Linked DNA regions of Mus musculus: region 1 is linked to region 2. A link is a contact called in public Hi-C data. All regions are on one chromosome and are shown on one strand. Each heading gives the region's core, a stretch centred on a gene start, on an enhancer-like site or on the middle of the called end of the contact. The rest is flanking DNA. Distances are from core to core; before and after follow the strand shown. Region 1 holds the start of D5Ertd615e (DNA segment, Chr 5, ERATO Doi 615, expressed). Region 2 has its middle 47 kb from the start of Gm36076.

Evidence for each region. A called contact is a pair of places that touch in the nucleus more often than the background predicts.
Region 1: a contact with region 2 is called in a Hi-C map of cortical neurons, with 2.1 times the contacts expected there. The contact joins the promoter of D5Ertd615e here to the enhancer-like site in region 2. A contact is called at or near these places in 1 of 484 Hi-C or Micro-C datasets (cortical neurons) and 3 of 115 datasets of contacts at active chromatin or transcription factors (bone marrow-derived dendritic cells, embryonic stem cells and stem cell-derived neural progenitor cells).

Annotation. Positions count from the first base shown.
Region 1 is chr5:45,422,269-45,427,391 of GRCm38.p6, reverse strand. D5Ertd615e (DNA segment, Chr 5, ERATO Doi 615, expressed) reads left to right here and starts at 2,992. Exons shown (of 6, transcript NR_131933.1): 1 at 2,992-3,156.
Region 2 is chr5:44,875,856-44,880,844 of GRCm38.p6, reverse strand. No RefSeq gene overlaps it. Among named protein-coding and RNA genes, the nearest start is that of Gm36076, 47 kb to the left of the region's middle. Within about 2 kb of position 3,689, at least 50 of the 459 cell types and tissues checked have an H3K27ac peak or open chromatin away from gene starts, as enhancers often do. A contact at or near this core is called in cortical neurons, where this site is marked.

The DNA of each region.
Region 1 (5,123 bases), core at 1,743-4,242, 550 kb before region 2:
TCACTGTTCTAACTCCTCACCATTTACTCCATCCTCACGATGACCCTATTGAATAGGCATTGTTAGCTCCCATTTTACAGATGAGAAAACAGGTGCAATGAGGTACGACTATATATATGAATGACTGGTAAAACCTGCCCTACTAGGACAGTTTCACCTTCTCTCATTAGCCTTTCTGGGGTTTGTCCTTTGAGGAATCCTTTGGACTGTGGGACATCAAAGTGCTTTAAATCCACACATAAGTTTAAACAGCTGACAGGCAGCTCTACTGCTGTCTGCTGATCCAGGTGCTGGGGGACTCATCACAACCTAGGTTAAGGGCCAGGCTCTACTGCCCAGCACTGACCCAACTTGATAGTGGGATGTGTTGGCCCCCTGCCTCCCCTGCCTCCCTGTTTCTTTTCCTGGGTTTCCTGCCCTCAGACCTTCTATCTCAATTCAGTTCGCCTGCAACCTTTATCTTTCCTGTTCCTCTTTGGAGGGTGGTGGCAATGTAAACTATCTTAAAACTCTACAACTGTCTTTGTTAAGTTTGCTAATATTGAATTCCTGTCTCATCAGACTGCAAGATCTTGTCAGCAGAGAGTGCTTCATCAGTCATGTGGTGGTTCATAGCTGTTTAGTCTAGAAAGAGAGAGATCATGGGTCTGTAAATGACCCACAGGCTAGGCACTGGAGGCTCATGGTCTCCCTAATGAGCTTTCTGTTTAATCTCCTTGAATCTACAATAACCCTAGATAGCAGAACCTATTTCACACATGAGGAAGAAGGTAAGAGAGGTTAGGCTGCAGAGTCACATGGCTTTGGGAAGGAAGTACATCAATTTTGAGCTCTAGACTGATTCCCAAGAATCTTCTGTTGAATTACCAAGGAACCATGGACAAGTCTTCTGGGAGAATACAGGCTTGAGGGAATGCAGAAAGAGGAGGAAGACTCAGGTGGCAAAGACCACATCATAAAATGCACTTAGCTAGTAGTTTTATCTTGTAGTTTACAGGGCACACTGGACCACTGAAACCAAGTCCTTCAATGGAGGAATGGATTCAGAAAATTGCTACGCACACTCCAGTGAAGTTTGCTTGGCAGGCCGAGAGGCCTGGAAGCACTCATGAGGCAAAGAGTTTCACAGAAACTCACCTCCTGGAGCTTTGGCGTTCTCATTAACCCGTATACTCATACCCTATCCCCGTGTTAGTCTGGTGTATAGATCCACGTGCTCTCTTTTAGTATTATTTTATTATAAGTGCTTTTAAAGATTGAATTCTGACATAGTTAAGCCTTTGCCAGTGTTCCAATGTCCTAGAAAATGCTTGAAGCTGAGCTTGGAATCCGGTATGAATGCAGTAAGGAAGTTACCTATTCAGTAACTAATTAAGCATTACAAAAGACAGAACCAGCAGCTCAGAGCTGGTCTGCAGAGTATTTACTAAGGACAGTAGCAAATCTCACCCAAACAAGGGAATGCCATGAAAGAGCCAGGGAATCCCACTGAGATAGAAATCTTTAGTACTGGCTACATTGCATATTAGAAGCAAGTTGGTGAATTCTGACAAATGGAGATTCTCCACAGATACTTAAAAGTTACACTCACACAAGAAATTATCAGGGCCCAGGATAGGGGGGTTGTGGTATTGCAGTATTCATGAGGAGGTCTGCTAAAGTAGAACCCCTGGAGGTGGGCTTAACAATAGACTAGCTTTACACCTGGCTCCCTTCTCAGTGGCAGTGACCTGGTCCCTGCCTTCTTTTGATGTATACATTCATTTTGTATTATGTCACTGTAACTTGGTGGATTGTATCTCGTCTGGTTTCTTGCTATTCTTCTGTATAAAAAGTTTGATGCTTGACTTGACAAATTACATTCAGATTCTACACAATCTCCTGTGTTGATCTGTCTGTCATTCGCCAACTCCTTGCCCATCTGCACCCAGAGGGTCTGCGGCAGAAAATGTGGCACATTTACACAGTAGAGTACTACTCAGCTATTAAAAACAATGACTTCATGAAACTCTTAGGCAAATGGATAGAACTAGAAAATATCCTGAGTGAGGTAACCCAGTCACAAAAGGACACACATGGTATGCACCCACTGATAAGTGGATATTAGCCCAAAAGCTTGAAATACCCAAAATACAATTCACAGACCACATGCAGCTCAAGAAGAAGGAAGACCAAAGTGTTGATGCTTCGCTCCTCCTTAGAAGGGGGAACAAAATACTCACAGGAGGAAATATGGAGACAATGTGTGAAGGAAAAGCCATCCAGAGACTGCCCCACCTGGGAATCCATCCCACATACAGTTACCAAACCCAGACACTATTGTGGATGCCAAGAAGTGCTTGCTGACAGGAGCTTGATATAGCTGTCTCCTGAGAGGCTCTGCCAGAGCCTGACAAATACAGAGGTGAATGCTCAGAGCCAACCATTGGACTGAGCACCGGGTCTCCAATGGAGGAGTTAGAGAAGGGACCGAAAGAGCTGAAGAGGTTTGCAACCCCATAGGAAGAACAACAGTATCAATCAACTAGATCTCCCCAGAGCTCCCAGAGACTAAACCACCAACCAAAGAGTACACATGGAGGGACCCATGGCTCTAGCTGCATATGTAGCAGAGGATGGCCTTGTCAGGTATCAATAAGAGAAGAGGCCCTTGGTCCTGTGAAGTCTCAATGGCCCTGTGTAGGGGAATGCCAGGGCAGGGAGGCAGGCAGGAGTGGGTGGGTGGGTGGGGAACACCCTCATAGAAGCAGGGGGAGGTGGGGGCAGGGGTTTTTCTAGGGCAGAGAACTGGGAAAGGGGATAACATTTGAAATGTAAATAAAGAAAATATCCAATAAAAAGGAGAAGAAAAAAAGAAAAGAAAAGAAAAGAGCATTTTGAAGGCAGTATGCAGTTTGAAACAATTCCACAAGGGGGCAGGCGTCGGCAACAGATGCACATAGGTGCTGGGCAACTCCGTAAGGAACAAGGCTCCTTAGACTCAGACTCTGTGCAGACATAGGATGACAAGCCACCTGCCAGTGCTGGAGACCACTGCTGTGCATGCTGCCGCCTTCTTGTTCATGTACCTCCCCCTCCCTCATCCTTCATGTTTACTTCTTTCACCGAAATGAAAATTGGTTGACTACAGAGCAGACACTTCCTAAACCTCTCAAGGTAGGTGCTTCTAAATGAGCTGTTCACAGCCTGTGGGTGGCAGCCCATTCGGGGTTGCACATTAGGTATCCTGCACAACAGATATTTACACTATGATTCATAACAACAGAAAAATTACAATTGTGAAGTAGCAACGAAAATAATTTTATGGCTGGGGTCACCACAACAGGAGGATTTGTATTCAAGGGTCACAGCCACTGCTCTAAGCCATCGCTCGAGCAGGCCCTTAAAGTCCCTGAAAGAGAAACACAACACAGCACAGACAACGGGAGTAGCCTCCATGTTAGCACATATCTTAGCCCCAGGGAAAGACCTGGTCCCCTACTATTTGTATCAGCACCCCTGGTATAGGTTCTGTCACTCTCCATACTTAGAAAATGGTAAGTGACCCTAGCTTAGGCCCACTTAACATTTATTGAGTACTTACTATGTGTCAAGCTTGTGTCCACCCTGAGATTCTCGAGAAAAAAAAATTCAGTTCCACAATTTTGAACCAAATTTAAAGCAAGCTTTAATTAAATGCTGGCCAGGTAGAGGACTCTGGCCAGGTCTACTCCTGGGTTCCCAGGGAATGGCCACAAGTTACATTTTTCAAGGACTTAAAAAGGCAAAACCCACAATTCATTGCATTTCCCATTAGTTCCAAACCAGGGGCTAACATATATCCTGACATATTTTCCTGCCTATGTGACTTCTGCCTACATCCAATCAAATACATCTGGTATAAAAAAAATTAAGTAAACTTGTTCAGGGGAGTCAAAATGCATGGCTTGTTAATTCCCAAGAACTACAGCTTCCAGTATTCCAGAAAGTTATCTTGACCTTGCATAAGTGGGGCCTACAGGTAAACTCCGACTCTTACACTTGGTACTGGGAAATCTAGCAGAAATCTCTCCTCTACCTTCTCCTCTCTTCCCCTCCCCCTCCCCATCTTCCCCTCTATCTCCTATTTTATCATATGTGTAAGGACGCTTTGTGAAGTAATATCATACACTTAGATTCCAGGAATCAGGCCCCTTACATATTGGGGGCCTTATTTTATCTTACAGTAGACATGGATGAATATACAGGGACACCTCCAAGTAAAGGTTAGCAAATACTGCCTTATGTCACAGCTGCCTCCTTAAAGGCCTTTTTGGGACTCTGCACTCTTTTGGGACCTTTGTGGATAAGGTTTAGGCAGAGGAAGACTTCAGTATCTGAAAGTGAAATCACTTACTAGTAAGTGTAGGCCATGTCATGAGATCCCCTTTCGGGGAACTGGTGACCTGGAGTTAAACCTGGAAGTTAAGGGTGCAAAGAGCTGATCTGTCCACACGAAGGTTTGAGAAGACTTAGAGTAATGGCTGCACTCAGCTTTGCTGAGGTGGATCAAGGCTGTGCACACTTGGCATGCTCATGATTTATCCGGAGGGTTTCATTTTTGCCATGCAACTTTTCTGTTATTTGGAAATTTGTGTGTGTGTGTTCACGCACAGGCACATCATATGTGCTTCAAAGAAATGACGGACTCCTGCTGGCTAAAATTTTTCTTCCTGCTCCCCTCCTCTCCCCGGTTAAGGGAAGGCTGATTTCTCTATCTGTATCTTGAGTGACAGAGAGGAGCACCCATGGTGATAAGTGACACAGACACAGGCAAGCTGGAGAGCAAACCTGAGCCAAACATCGGGGGAGCCTGGGTCTTCCTCTCACTTTAACCCAGGAGTCCTTACCGTGACCCTTGGATCCACAAACACTATACATTGGCCTTGAAAGAGCCAGCTAGAATTCCAGTCAACTCTGCGTGGCTCCAAGGGAGTTCTGGAATTTGCAACACGTATGCTGGTGCCTGCTTCGGATCTGCTAATCTCAAGTCTTGCCAGGACTTCAGCATTGTATCAAGTTGATCCTTCAGGGTCAAGCTGGATAATTGTTCCCTGATGGTGGTTTGGTGTGGAGAATAGCTCTTGATGGGGTATCAAAGATCA
Region 2 (4,989 bases), core at 2,440-4,939:
GCTATCAGGAGTCTAGGTCTGCAGTGGTCACATTCTCTTCTTGATGTTTTAACTTCTTTTCTTCTCAACTGATATAGACAAAGCTAGAGCTCATAGCCATACTAGAGAGCCAGAGTTAAAAAAAAAAAATTCTAGTCTAGCATGTGCTTTGAGGTGTCATTTTTTATCTTTAGAAGAATGATCGCCCCACTTACTGCATTTTGGTAAGTGGTAGGTAGATGCCTATTAAGATAATGATGGTGAAGCTGAATGAGATTGTTGAGTGAGGTCAGGAGTGGACTGTGGGAGACAGAACTTTGTATTTGGTATTAAGATAAAAGATGTTGTTCACCCACACTCTCCCCATTTATCACTTACTGAGAAATATTTTCTTCTGGTCCTTGTTAGGAAAACCACGAGTGTTGAACACCCAGTAAAATCTGAGAGGGAATGAAGGAAGCCAGAGTTGACCAGGCATCCCAAAAGGAGGAGCCATCCCAGACCCATGCAGATGTGAAGAACAGAAATTGAATGTGGAGGTCATTGAGAACTTGTATTCTGTAAAGGAGGGCTGTTTGGGTAGGAACTGTCTCTCCAGAGCCCAAGGAAGATTTAGCCCACATTCCATATAGACACTCAACAAGGAAACTTGGTTTCCTTCCTTTATTTGTAGTAAGCCACCAACTAAAGCATTTATATCACTGTAATAGCATGCTTGCCCATCATGGTTTCATTGTATATACATATACTACTATACTAAATTTAAAAGGACTGTAGACTTGGTTCAAGTTACACAGGGAAATAGCAACTGCTTTCTATAGAGAACAATACTATAGACCCTTTCCTTAATGAACTAACATTAGTATCAAATCTTTGTTACAACTAAAAATAGAAAGTTACTGCAGAAAGCATGGCAGAGATTGAATCTTGTCCATTACCATTAATTGTCATGTAATCATTGTAAGGGTTATCTTTGCAAAGCATGTATATGTGCACATGTCTGTGTGAATGGAGAGGGGAGAGGCTGCTTACAGGTGTTTGCTTCAATAGTTTTCTACCAGGATCTCACTACTTCAGTCAGCCTGACTGGCCAGCAAATCCCCAGGATCCTCCTGTCTCTGACTCCCAGGCTGGAATTACAAGAATATGTACCAATACACCCAAATTGTTATATGGATGCTAGGAATCTGAACTAAGGTTCTCATGCTTGAATAGAACGTACTTTACTGACTTAGCCGTATCCCATCACCCAATATACGTGTCCTCCCCCCCACAAAAAATGTATTAAGGAATAATTTTACCGCAGTAAATTACATACATTTAAACAGTACATTTTGAAGAGTTTTGATAGGACTATGGATCCATCAAACCACTGACACAATCATCTGGGGATTGCATCATTCTCTGGAGTTTTCTCCAGGCCCCTTTAGAATGTTTCTCTCCTCAGCCCTGGCTTCGTTTTAAGCAAGCGCTGAACTCTTGTTGTCTCTGTGGACTGGGTTACATTGATATAAATGGAATCAAATGTGCATCTGGCTTATTTTACAAGTGTTCTGCCCCATGACATCTACTTGTGTGCCTGATGTAATAGGGATGTGCTCCTTTTCCTGCTGTGTGATCGTCCATCATGCAAATGAGCTGGCTCAGCCATTCACCTGCTGACGGGCACTTCCACTCCTCTTGTTTGGATATCATGAAAGAAGCTGCTTTGACTTAATATGCAAGTCATGGTATAGATGTATGTTTTCATGATCATCAGGGCAGAGATGCTGGCTCCTGTTCTATTTAAAAGTGATGAGACTAAGGAAAAAGTGAAGTGTGCTTCAGAATGATGCTATGCCTAAACCGAAGCCTCGGAGAACTCCTCGAGTCTGTGTTCAACTGCATGTTCCCCTATAATGCAAGCTCTTTTCAGAACTCCGACACAGCCTGGATCTGTTTCCAGGAAAGTCAATGAATCCATGTTGGTGTCTATATCCCTCTGATTAGTTAATTTCTAAATATTCTTAGTGAGTTCCAGTTTGTGATCCCACTGGGCCACAGCTGGTGTTACCTAAGGAGATGACAAAGGCACTGGGCTTGGCTACGTTGTGGCGTGACATTCCTCCCCAGTGCTGCCTGCAGCAAAACATTCCCAGTGAATGAATGAGCAAGGCTAAGGATTCATGAAAAAGCATAGAGGGAACCCAAGCAGTTGGGTAATTTTCAAAAAGGAGAGTCATGATCCAGGAAAGATAATGGGGTTAAGGTAATGCTGTAACGAGTAACAAATTCAAAGACCTCTGGCACAGCCTAACAAGGTGCTCAAATGACTGAATGAAAGGAGGCGTGTAGACTATGAAGTGTTAGCAAGCTTCCATTTATTCTAAGAGAGTTATCTCTCAGCTCTGGATGACTTAGCCATCAGCAGTTACCAAACAAACAACAACATTCCCCAGCCTGATGTGTTGTGTGCTGTTAGCTACTTTTGTTGGTGGGTAAGACTGAGACATACAGAGTGACTCCTCTTTTGGGCGGAAAGTAGATATGTGTATGCACTTTTGATTAGCTTGCTGGGGCATGAAGGGTGGAACAAACCCACCACAAGCTGAGTCCAGCAGGTCTTGTAGCTTGAGATCTTTACTCTGGATCCTGTAGTCCCCCAGACTCTAAAGGTAAGAATGCTGGCTCTATCCCAAAGAAAAGGGAAGAAATGATGAGCCTTGAGCTGTAGTAGAAAGCACAACTAAAATTCTGGAAAGACTTCAGTTTGACCTGTAGAGGCTAGAAGACTTGACCACACATCCAAAACAGTAGAAGCACGAGAAGAAGCCTAGTGAGCAAAATTAGGGGAGGTACCACTACCAGACTGGGACAAATGAGAGACCTAACAAGCCTGAAGAATGCTCAAAAGAATCAGATCTAGGAGCAGCATAGGAAGGGGACAACACTGGGAATGCAGATAGCTCAGCCTTCAGCTCATGCAGTTACAGTCTGTGGTTGGGAGTGAGATTGTCTGCATTTGAGTCTGGATCTTTCATGCGTCCTTCTGTAGACCTGGGGGCAGGTGCTTTCAACTCTTCCTGGCCCAGCTCCCTACTGGGGTGAGAGCTTGTGTGAACATCAAAGGAAACAGAACCCTGTCAGTTGATAGATCTTCTATGACTCCAGAGAGCAGATTTATCTATATCCAGGAAGCTGGGTCCTGAGGTTCCCAACCCCTGAGGGATCTATGGCTCTCACAGGTTCCTGGCTATGCAGCACTGAGTAAGTCACATGACCTCTCTGTTATTTACTTCCTTCTTCCAAATGTCACAATTCGTTTATATAAGTAAGATCCATTCCAACTGTGGAGCAAAAACATGTATTTGTCATTGTATAATTACAGATTTACCAAAAATTCAGACCAAGAGCAGTTCCTAGTCTGTGGTGTTAGCAGCAGGCTATTTCTAATTTGTTAAGGAATTTCCATTTTCTCCTATCTTGACTGAGCCTCCTGTAAAGAAACTGAGCTGAGTCCAAGGGTCTTTTCCCTAAAAATCTCTCCTACAGATGTCTCTTTAGACTCACATGTCAGTCAGTTCCTGGAAGCAAAATCTCCCTTAAAGAATAGAAGTACTCTTTGAGATTTTTTTCAAGCCCAGGGAAGCTTTTGCTGCTTCCCTGCACTGGGTATTGCTGTTGCTAAGAGCTCTGCCCATCCTCTCCCAGGTTTCTTCCCATAGTAGGCGGTGATTTGGCTTCTCCTAGAAGCTGGCCTGGCTTCTAGATTCAGCAAGAGCCAGGCGCTCTGCAGAAATAGAGATGGTGATTCACAGCAGATTCCCCAAGAGGTTTCATCTTTCTTCAGAGAAGTAGGACTGAAGCCAGATCTTATGTAAGAAAACAGATCTGAGTATACAAAAATAATAGCTGTTAGAGAAGGTCATCTGTCCGGGTGGGGAAAAAAAAGTAGTATTAACTGGCACCAGAATTCATCGGGGGTGGGGGATGGGGAGGGCTGTCTTTAATTCGTTAAGAAATTCCTTCAGTTAGCAACATGGAGGAAAGCCCCAAGGTTGTGAATAAGTAGAGAGAAATGGAAGAGTGAAATTGTTGTCCATTCATACTGGAAAGAAAATTAGGGAGGTGCTAAATGGAGAAGAGGAAATTGAACCAGTAAGAAGTTGGCAGGTGCAATGAAGTACAATTTTCACAATTAATAGTGGCACCCATTCTAGGGAAGGATGTGCTGAGCCCTGTGTGAGGTTTTGGTGTCTAGGAGACTGTCACATCACCGTAATATAGAGAAGGATGACTTTTCTTCTTATTGTGTGGATGTTGACAGCACTTTTCACAAGATCACACCACCAGTGATAAGAATAGGTTCTGAAGAACAATCCAATACTAAATTGCATTGTATGAGAATGTGGTTTTACAGCCTAACAACTTCTACCTTCTCAAGAGCTTAGCAAATAGATTCTCCTCTCAGAAAGCATTGTCCAAAGATCTACTAGATTCAGAAGGACATTTAGTAAACAATCTGACATTGTTGTACATGATTTCTACAAACAAAACTGTACAAGTTGCCTGTTGGTTCTTGCTCCTGTTGTTAAAATCTGGACCAGAACTAGGCTTCAAGGTCTCTTGTTGTTAGTTCCAGTAGCAAGGCCAGTTGTTATAAAAATCATTTAATTCTTAGGTAATTTATGTAGCTGATGCTTTCTGAGGAAGAGTATATTCAAATCCAGGGCTTTGGATCTGAAGACATAAGTCAAGGACATACACAATCATGACTACTTCCCAGAATATTCCACTCTATACTTGTGATTCGCTTTGGAGATCTTTGATGTAAATAAACCACCCTGATTATTATGGAACCTAAAACTATGATACTATGGAACCCAAAACTTCCACCAAGAGGCACTTTTGGTTGGAAGCATCTTTCTTAGAAAGAAACGTGTCTTTATTAGACATGTGCAGGGACAGAGCCAGGGTCATTATTGTGAAGGATGTAGAGTTAAACAGATATACCACGGTGGGTGTTGAGTA